Linked DNA regions of Sus scrofa: region 2 is linked to region 1. Evidence: chromatin contacts called from public HiChIP or PLAC-seq data. All regions are on one chromosome and are shown on one strand. The core of a region is the stretch at or near the end of the contact, and the rest is flanking DNA. Distances in the headings are between cores, read along the strand shown. Region 1 overlaps GSAP (gamma-secretase-activating protein). Region 2 overlaps NAPEPLD (N-acyl-phosphatidylethanolamine-hydrolyzing phospholipase D).

What was found. HiChIP or PLAC-seq counts read pairs in DNA pulled down with a chosen protein or histone mark.
Region 2: a contact with region 1 is called in an H3K27ac HiChIP or PLAC-seq map of alveolar macrophages. The contact joins two enhancer-like sites. A contact is called at or near these places in 2 of 2 datasets of contacts at active chromatin or transcription factors (alveolar macrophages and skeletal muscle).

Annotation. Positions count from the first base shown.
Region 1 is chr9:102,716,872-102,721,092 of Sscrofa11.1, reverse strand. GSAP (gamma-secretase-activating protein) reads right to left here. Exons shown (of 32, transcript XM_021102559.1): 6 at 3,142-3,195; 7 at 3,108-3,139. Among named protein-coding and RNA genes, the nearest start is that of GSAP, 24 kb to the right of the region's middle. Within about 2 kb of position 1,687, at least 14 of the 83 cell types and tissues checked have an H3K27ac peak or open chromatin away from gene starts, as enhancers often do. A contact at or near this core is called in alveolar macrophages, where this site is marked.
Region 2 is chr9:103,277,032-103,281,707 of Sscrofa11.1, reverse strand. All of the region lies in intron 1 of NAPEPLD (N-acyl-phosphatidylethanolamine-hydrolyzing phospholipase D), which reads left to right. Among named protein-coding and RNA genes, the nearest start is that of NAPEPLD, 30 kb to the left of the region's middle. Within about 2 kb of position 2,792, at least 9 of the 83 cell types and tissues checked have an H3K27ac peak or open chromatin away from gene starts, as enhancers often do. A contact at or near this core is called in alveolar macrophages, where this site is marked.

The DNA of each region.
Region 1 (4,221 bases), core at 438-2,937:
AGCACAAGGCCTGACGCTGTCCTAATGAGGAAACATTGGCCATGAGATAACTCCAGTGACTTCATTCTTTTGTCATCAAAAGGGTAACTACAAATGAGCAGTTTCATTTTACAATATGAAAGAGCTTACTAGATAAGCTCCACTGGCAAATTTTGGGTTTTCCCTCTGAACTTCAGAGAATAATTAAAGAACAAAACCTTTTATGCCCTATATTACAGCCAGCAGCTTCTCTTCTCTAAAGACTAGGAAATATTTTGACAAAATTTTTACCTGGTGTCCTAACTTTTCATAATGACAAAATGGAAACAGAACTGGTCAACTTTTTAAATTGCTTGTGGTCAAGTTTCCCCTTTTAGAAAAACAAAACATTAACTATCATGCTTCACAGCAATGACCTCAAATTTGTAAAATAGATTGCAAAACAGAATTTAGCTGCAGGAATAACACAGACTTCATTATCTCCTGATTTGTGGAATTACACACATCAAAAAGGATACTTTGTGTGCTGGGGTTGAGGAGAAGCAAAGATGAGTGACGGCACATAAACAGTGGAGGAGTAAACAACCAGTACCTCAAAATAAGGAAAAACTACAGATTTGGCTTCCCTTGGGTCTACAGAGGTGGCCAGGGCGGTGGTAGTTTTTCAGGTGGTGGTAGTTTTTTCTTCCTAAAATGAGACAACCCTCAAGCAAGGCCTGGAAGTGAGAATACAAATAGACAGGCTTCAGACCGATCTCTACAAAAGTGTGTAAAGCTTGGGGCGAGGGGTGTTTTATTTGCATTGTGAGTAGGAATCTACATAGATTATATCATTTTAGGGAAATATGAATCTTCGCAATGATGGTGTTAGACTCTGATTACTAATATTAGTTGTTGAAAGGTAGGCACTATAGGCATGAAGACAGGTGTGTAATTATCCAATGGAACTCTCTGGAAGATGCATTCAGTCTGGTAGGGAACTCTCAAAGGGTCCCAGACTGGGATCCAAACTCCACCTATTACTGTCTTGCTGAAGTTCCTCTGTGAAGGGGGTCAGGGCTGTCCATGTGACTTAGGGAAATGTGCTACTGGAAATACTGGATGTTTTGGTAAGAAAAGGAGACAGATCCCAGGACAGGAACCAACTCAGTGGACCGTGAATGGTGTTTCTCTAAAGGAGAATGGAAGGGAGAGATGGGGGGCAGCTGGGGACTGGCCATGGATGAAGGTTTGAAGGAGTTTCTCTCTCCATGGACGTAAGCCTGAGGAGCAGGGACCAGGGCGAGGACCTGAGATGAGTGTGGGTTTACTTCACATGGTGGAGACTTCCTTTGACCTACAGATGCAATCATGCATCCTGAACTTTTCATTTTTTTAATTAAGATAAGATTCACACCACGGTTACCACTTTCACTACTACGTACACAATTCAGTAATGTTTCATATATTCACAGTGTTTTATGACCATATACTTGTAAAAACTTATTTCCTTTTGGCACTCTGATGACCTTTAGTTAGGTCCATCCTTCAATAATGTCTCATAACCTATAGAGCCCTGGAGGTTCCCAGGCTAGCGGTGGAGATGCTAAGGAAACCAAAAGAAAGGGCCAGAAAAGGGAAGTGTGCTCCATCCCACAGTCACCCTGAGCCCATGGCAGTGTCAACAGAGTGGCTTCCTGGGGGAGGGGACGAAGCTCCATGCCAGGCCTGGCTGGCAGCCAACAGTGGCCCTCAGGGAAGCCAGGCCTGGTGGTGAAAATGCACAACTGGAAGGACTGGCTGACAGTGGATGACCCCGGCCACTGGATGCAGGGGCGGTGTGGGGGGGCAATGATTCCCTCTCCCAACACACATTGTGACAGCGAGACCCACAGTCAGAGGCTGGGAGGAGGTGGGGGGAGGGGAGGCAGACACTCAGGCTATAAGAACCTGAAATACTGAACCCTTGCTCCCAGAGTAAATGCAAGGAGAGGATCCTGCAAGTCTCTAGTCACAATACTTTTGTCAACAAATTAAAACAAAACTTTGCCTAATGTGTTTAAAGACACCTTACTTCATATATATCATTAATTCGTTAGCAGTGAACCCACAGTCAATAGCAAGGGGAGGTTGGGATTAACATATATACAAACTGTATATAAAACAGATAACCCACAAGGACCTAGTGTATAGTACAGGGAACTCTACTTAATATTTTATAACCTATAAGGGAAGAAAATCTGAAGAAGAAAAAATACAATACATATATATATATATATATATACACACACACACATATATATACACACATATATATATATATCTGAATCCCTGTGCTGTATACCTGAAACTAACATGATACTGTTAATCAACTATACTTCAATTTTAAAAAGCACTATAACATATGCCTGGAGGAAGTTTATCTAACACCCATATTTCCTCCATAAAGCGCATCACACAGCCTTCTTGCAATTAGGAACACGAGACAGCACTTCAGCAATAGGCTTAGGGGACATTTTCAACAGCGAAATCATCAACTAAAGCCAAAGAGTGCAAAAAACACGGAGCTAAGTGGACTATGAAAACATCTGTTTACAATCTGAGAGCTGAAACAAAGAGGCAGTGTCACCTTGCTCAACCTCAGCCAGGAACATGTGCATCAGGTGACTGCAAATGACTGCAAATGAAAGCATCACGATTTGAGGGTTACACATACATTTTAGCAGGTAGCGGAATTTGCAAGTTCTAGACTGACCCTATCTAGACCACACATGTTATACATACACTGCCTCTGCATCAATTCATGGAGGTGATAAGTAAGGGATAATTACATCATGTAATCAGATGTTTAATCAGCCAACTCTATGAATACATTAGGTAAATCATTTTAAAACTTTTAAATGCGTCTTGATAGTCAATATTTTATGTTGAAAAACATTACACTGCTATCAGACAAACCAAGCTATAATAGAGACAGAGAGCTAGGTTTGAGTTTTTGATTTTCATGTTTGCAAAGGAAGAGCTGATTAATTCCAGCCATACCCATCTATTAGATTGTTTGAGGATGAAATGTGATAATGTGTGTGATGTAACACCACTGCCTCTAGGTTTCATACCTCTGACTAATGAGATAAGATATACTCACTTACCTGTACCCAAATACAGCTATCCACTGCTTTAGAACCTTCACATTGTTAACGGGGTGGATTTCAACCAACAAAGTTAAGCACTTTGATCCTACAAAGCAAAGAACACTTTTAGTAACGAAGTCCAGAATACCACAAATTATTTTCTCCAAAGACGTCAGATTTTTGAAAACATAATATGTGTTACTTACTGTATTGGCTACTCTACAAACAAATGCAGTTTTCTTAAAACTGATTTTGACACTTCTGCAACCCCCAAATAGATTCAGAAAACATCATAAAGGAGAAGGAACAAGCTCCTATCCATGTCTCAGACATTTTTACCACTCTGCACAGGCCCTCTCAGCTTCTACGTCTAAACAGACACAACTCATTTCAGTGTCAGTGGGCAAATTAATGAAGACTGTTTGTGGAGGAAAATACAAAGATATTTCTGATGCACGAACGTGTTATGGTGGATAGCAACTGGAACATGGGCTTTGCTTCCCTTAGGAAGGGTGGTGGAGCTGCCTGGATAAAGACCCACTCATTTCCTCAGCGTCACATCTGAGCAAATGTCATAAAAGATAGCAATGAGGAGGAAGTTTTGGACATAGGCTAGAATGAGGTTACCACAGATATCCAAAAGTTAGACCAACAGCTCCCCTCCTCAGAAAAGGAGCTGCCTTGTATTATTTGAATTCTTATAACAACTCTAATATTCTCAGGTTCTTTCTCAGTGACTTTATTTTGAATAATAATGTACAATTAGGGGCTGGTGCAGCAGCCTGGATTGAGTCAATGCCAGTTCTCACTATTTAAGAAAGTAACCTAACAGCACTGCTTTCTGTTAAGAAAAGTGGGGAGGAGGGAGGTAAAAGAATATAAGCAGAAATGAATCTGACTAGGATCCATGAGGACGCAGGTTCGATCCCTGGCCTTGCTCAGTGGGTTAAGGATCCACTGTTGCCATGAGCTGTGGGTAGGCTGCAGATGCAGCTCAGATCTGCCATTGCTATGGCTGTGGTGTAGGCCAGCAGCTAAAGCTCCGATTTGACCCCTAGCCTAGGAACCTCCATATGCTGTGGGTGTGGTCCTAAAAAGCAAAAAAAGAAGAAGAATGTAAAACAATTTCTGG
Region 2 (4,676 bases), core at 1,543-4,042, 560 kb before region 1:
ATCACCCTTCTAGACTTCAGACTATACTACAAAGCTGTCGTAATTAAAAGAGCAGAGTATTGGCACAAAAACAAACAGATGGATCAATGGAACAGAAGAGAGTTCAGAAATAACCCTTTACACCTATGGTCAATTAATCTATAACAGAGGGGGCCAGAATATACAATGGATAAAAGACAGTCTCCTCAATAAGTGGTGCTGGGCAACCTGGACAGCTACATGTAAAACAGTTAGATTAGAACATTTCATCATACCATATTAAAAAATCTCTAAATGAATTAAAGGCCTAAATGTAAGACTTAAAACCATAAAACTCCTAGAATATAGGCAGAACACTCTTTGACATAAATTGTAGCAATATTTTTTGTTATCTCCTAAGACAAAAGAAACAAAAATAAAAAGAAGCAAATAAGACCTAATTAAACTGAAAAGCTTTTGCACAGCAAAGGAAGCCACTGACAAAATGAAAAGGCCACCTATGGAATGGGGGAAAATATTTGCAAATGATATGACCAATAAGGGGTTAATATCCAAAATAAGCACTCCATACAACTATATCAAAAAAACAAAGAACCCAATCAAAAAATGGGCAAAAGACCAGAATAGACATTTTTCCAAAGACAACAGATGGATACCAGGCATGTGAAAAGATGCTCAAATCAAAACCATGATATCACCTCACACCTGTTAGAATGGCTATCGTTAAAAAGTTTAAAAATAAAAAATGTTGGTGAGGATGTGGAGAAAAGGAACACTTGCACACTTTTGGTGGGAATGTAAACTGACGCAGCAACAATGGAAAACGGTATGGAATTTTCTCAAAGAACTAAAAAATAAAACTACCATTTGACCTAGCAATTCTAATTCTGGGTATATATCTGGAAAAAAATGGAAACACTAATTTGAAAAGGTACATGCTCTTCAATGTTCATAGTGGCACTATTCACCGTAGCCAAGATAAAGAAGCAATCCAAGTGCCCATCAACAGATGAATAGATAAGGAAGGTGTGGTATGTATATATATCTCTGCACATACATACACACACAATGGAATATTACTCTGCCATAAAGAAGAATGAATTCTGCCATTTGTAACAAGGTGGATGAAGCTAGAAAATACTGTATTTGAGGAAATAAGTCAGAGAGATAGGATATCACTTATATGCGGAATCTGAAAACAAGACGAATGTATATAGTAAAACAAACAGACTTAACACATAGAAAACAAACGAGTGGGGAGAGGAAAGGGGGAGGGGCAAGTTGGGGTATAGGATTGGTACAAACTGTATAAAATAGATGACTAATAAGGATATATTTTACAATGTAGGAAATTATAGCTATCATTCTGTAATAACTTTTAATGGCATATAATCTGTAAAAATACTGAATCACTATGCTGTACACCTGAAGTTAATATAATTGTATATTTTTTTAAAAAGTTGAAGTAGAAGAGGAACTCTCCAACATTCACAGGCCTGTCACTTCCACATCTTACTAGCCTTGTGCCCTCAGGAAAGCTAATTATCCTCTCTAAATCTCAGCTTCCTCCTCAATAAAAAGATTAACAATGCTGAATGCCTGAGGTTGTTATGAGGATTAAAGGAGATCTGTAAAGCACTCAGCATAGTGGCCAGAACATGGAAAATGTACAATAAATGGCAACTTAAAATAAGCAGAATCTCAAATGCAAAATTTGAACCAACACAGGTATATGGTATAAAACCACAAAAGCACATACAGAGATGGCTACACCATGAAGAGTGATGTGTGATCAAAGAGACATTGTAAATAGCAACTCAGTCTTTATATTGCGAAAAGAGTTGATAGGTTTTTGTAAGGTAAGTGGAAATGATGACCTCATTTCCACTCTAAGTTTTTCTGAGTATGTTTGTCCTTTGTTCTTTGTATCAAGGGAATGGAAGACATATTCGGAGCACTCATAGAATAGGGGGAGGATATGTCTTATGCCGACGAAAGAACACTGGTGTAGACTGTTTTATGAGCTATTGCTCAGAATGGTCTATAAGGATAGAGTTGTTAACTAGCTCCCATAAAATTCTGAAGTTGTAGCCTCTGCCTTGTGGCATACAAGGATGCAGAGCTGACAAATCATGCGTGGCTCCCTGCCATCCGCCCCAGTTAAGAGCTTCTAATCAGCAGATTGCTGTGCAAGGAATCTCATACTGTTAACTTCACTTAAAATTTGACTTTGAAGCAAGGTCAAGAGAGATGCTTAGATCGCATGGGCAATGAGCATCTAAGGATAGCCTGGAATTAAATCATCACACACATTGGCCTCATTTTTTTCTCCAGGGCTCTGGAAATCTTGCTGAAACAGAAATTTCCTGTCCTCTTGTACTTCCCTTCCATTCCTCCCCATTTCCTACTCCTGCCCAGCCCCAAACAGGCACTTCAGAATTCAGGGAATCATCATTCATTTCAGTCCAGACACAGTAGGAGTGTCTTCTGTGTGCCAAACACAGAAGTCGGTGCTAGAGATATAAAGATGGGTCAGGCAGAATGTCTGTCTGCGTGTGAGTAGCCCACATTCTGGTTTGGGAAACCGAAAGGGAAACAAATAATCACACTATAATTTGCTACCTGCATTAATAGTTTTCTGAAAGCACCAAAGCAGAGATGAGCATTCTGCTCTGAGAAGGTAGGGTTGCCTCTCAAATGTGGTGATTCTTGATTTGAACGTTGCTGCTGAAACCTCAATTCTCAGGGGTGAAGCCAGGAAGACAATTCTAAACAGAAGCAGCAATGTGTGCATAAGCTCAGACGTGTGTGTGGTTTACACATAGGCTTCGTGGTGGACAGGGTGGCTGGGAAGTGGGCTGGAGAGCAATTGCAACAGCAGTAACGTGTGAATGTGAAAGTCAAAGCTAATCATGTTTTGCCACAGCCCCAAATTTTAGAATTGGAAGAGATCTTAGAGATTATGTAGGTTAACCTCATGGCAGCTCAGACTTGTAGATAATGACTTGTTTATAACAGGACCAGAAGCAGTCTGTTGGGAGGAGAAAAAAACGTCCCCTTTCCCCTCTTCGTTCTTCCGGCTGGTTGAATAATTAAAATGACATCGTTTAACAGGAGAAAAAAAAATCCCAAATTTAATCACAGGGAATGTACAGGGAATCCACATAAATATGGGAGATTCCAAAGAGTCAAATAAAATGAGGTATATATATATCATCCTGGACCAGGGAGAAGGGTGCTGAGGGGCCTGGGACTTCACAGGAAAAGAAGCGAATTCATAGAAAGAAGGAAGAGAGCAAATGTTTAGTAAATAACTGTTTCCTGGGCCATACAGAAACCATGGGGCACCGAGAGGAATTTTAGCAGACTTGCCTAGGTTCCTTTCTGTCTACCACACCTAGTTCTTATTATACTGGAGAGAATTCTGGTGATAGTTCTCTTTCCTGGAATAGGTCCTCTCTCTAAATTCTTTTAGGCTGTTAAGTGGGAGTTGAAAAGAAAAACTTTGTGAAACTTCTGTTTCTTCCTTATGCCAAGAGACAGTGGCAAATTCTGCTTCCCTACCAATCTCTCCCAACACTAGGTCTTCTGCTCCTTTCTCCAAATCCTCCAGCCACAACTGCTAGCATCAGCCTGGAGAACTGGTCCTAGAAAGCCTGGAAATTGGGTCTCTCAGAGCTCAACCTGGAAGTCACAGTATAGCGTTTAAATCCATGTGTCCCCTCATTGATATTAGGCTGAGAGATATTTTATATATGTTGTTATCACACTTTAAAGACTACTTAAAGGAGAATATAGTAGCTTTCCATTACTCTTGTAACAAAGCACCATGAATTTAGAGGGCTATGCATACTTAGGTATTTTCTTACAGTTCTGGAAACTAAGAGCTGAAATCAGTTTCAATGGGCTGAAGGCAAGGAGTTGGCAGGACTGATTCCTTCCAGAGGCTGCTCACCTTCCTTGACTGTGGCTGTACAGATCAGTCCTTGCTGCTGTTGCCACATCCTTCTCTCCTTGACCTTCTTGCCTCCCCATGTGCTTTTTTTTTTTTTTTTTTTTTGGCCTAGTCCATGGTATGCGGAAGTTCCCTGGCCGGGGATCCAACCTGTGCCACAGCAGTGACAATGCCAGATCCTTAACCCACTGAGCTACCAGGGAATTATAAAAGCCCTTGTCATTACATTTAGGACTCACCTGAATAATCCAGGTTTGTCTCCCCATTTTAAGATCCTTAATCACGTAAGATCTCTTTTGCCATTTACCACATTCATAGATTCTGGGGATTAGGAGGTGGATTTTTTATGGGGAAGGGAGGATTCTTTGGTTTAGCATGGAGAGCAGAATTCTTTGTCCCTGAATTGGAAGTAGAAGACACGCAGGTGTTTGTGGCTGGGGACTTGGGAACTTAGGGGTAGGTGGGAAGGACTGGGACAAATAACCCTCATTAGTTGCCCAGCCTCTGCCCCGTTAGGAGGAAGAAGGCAAGACATCTTTTTTTTCCTCTGACTGCAATAAGTGCCATCCATGCTGAATTAACATTGGGATGGAAATGTGTGTGGCAATTTAAAAAGGGTTAGGGAACTATCTGAAAAATTTTTCACTGAATCACTGATGGCAGAGTCACATGACTAGCTGAGTAAATTTTTTGTTGTTGGTGGTGGTGGTTTTGGTTTTTGATTTTTTTTTAACAGGTGCAG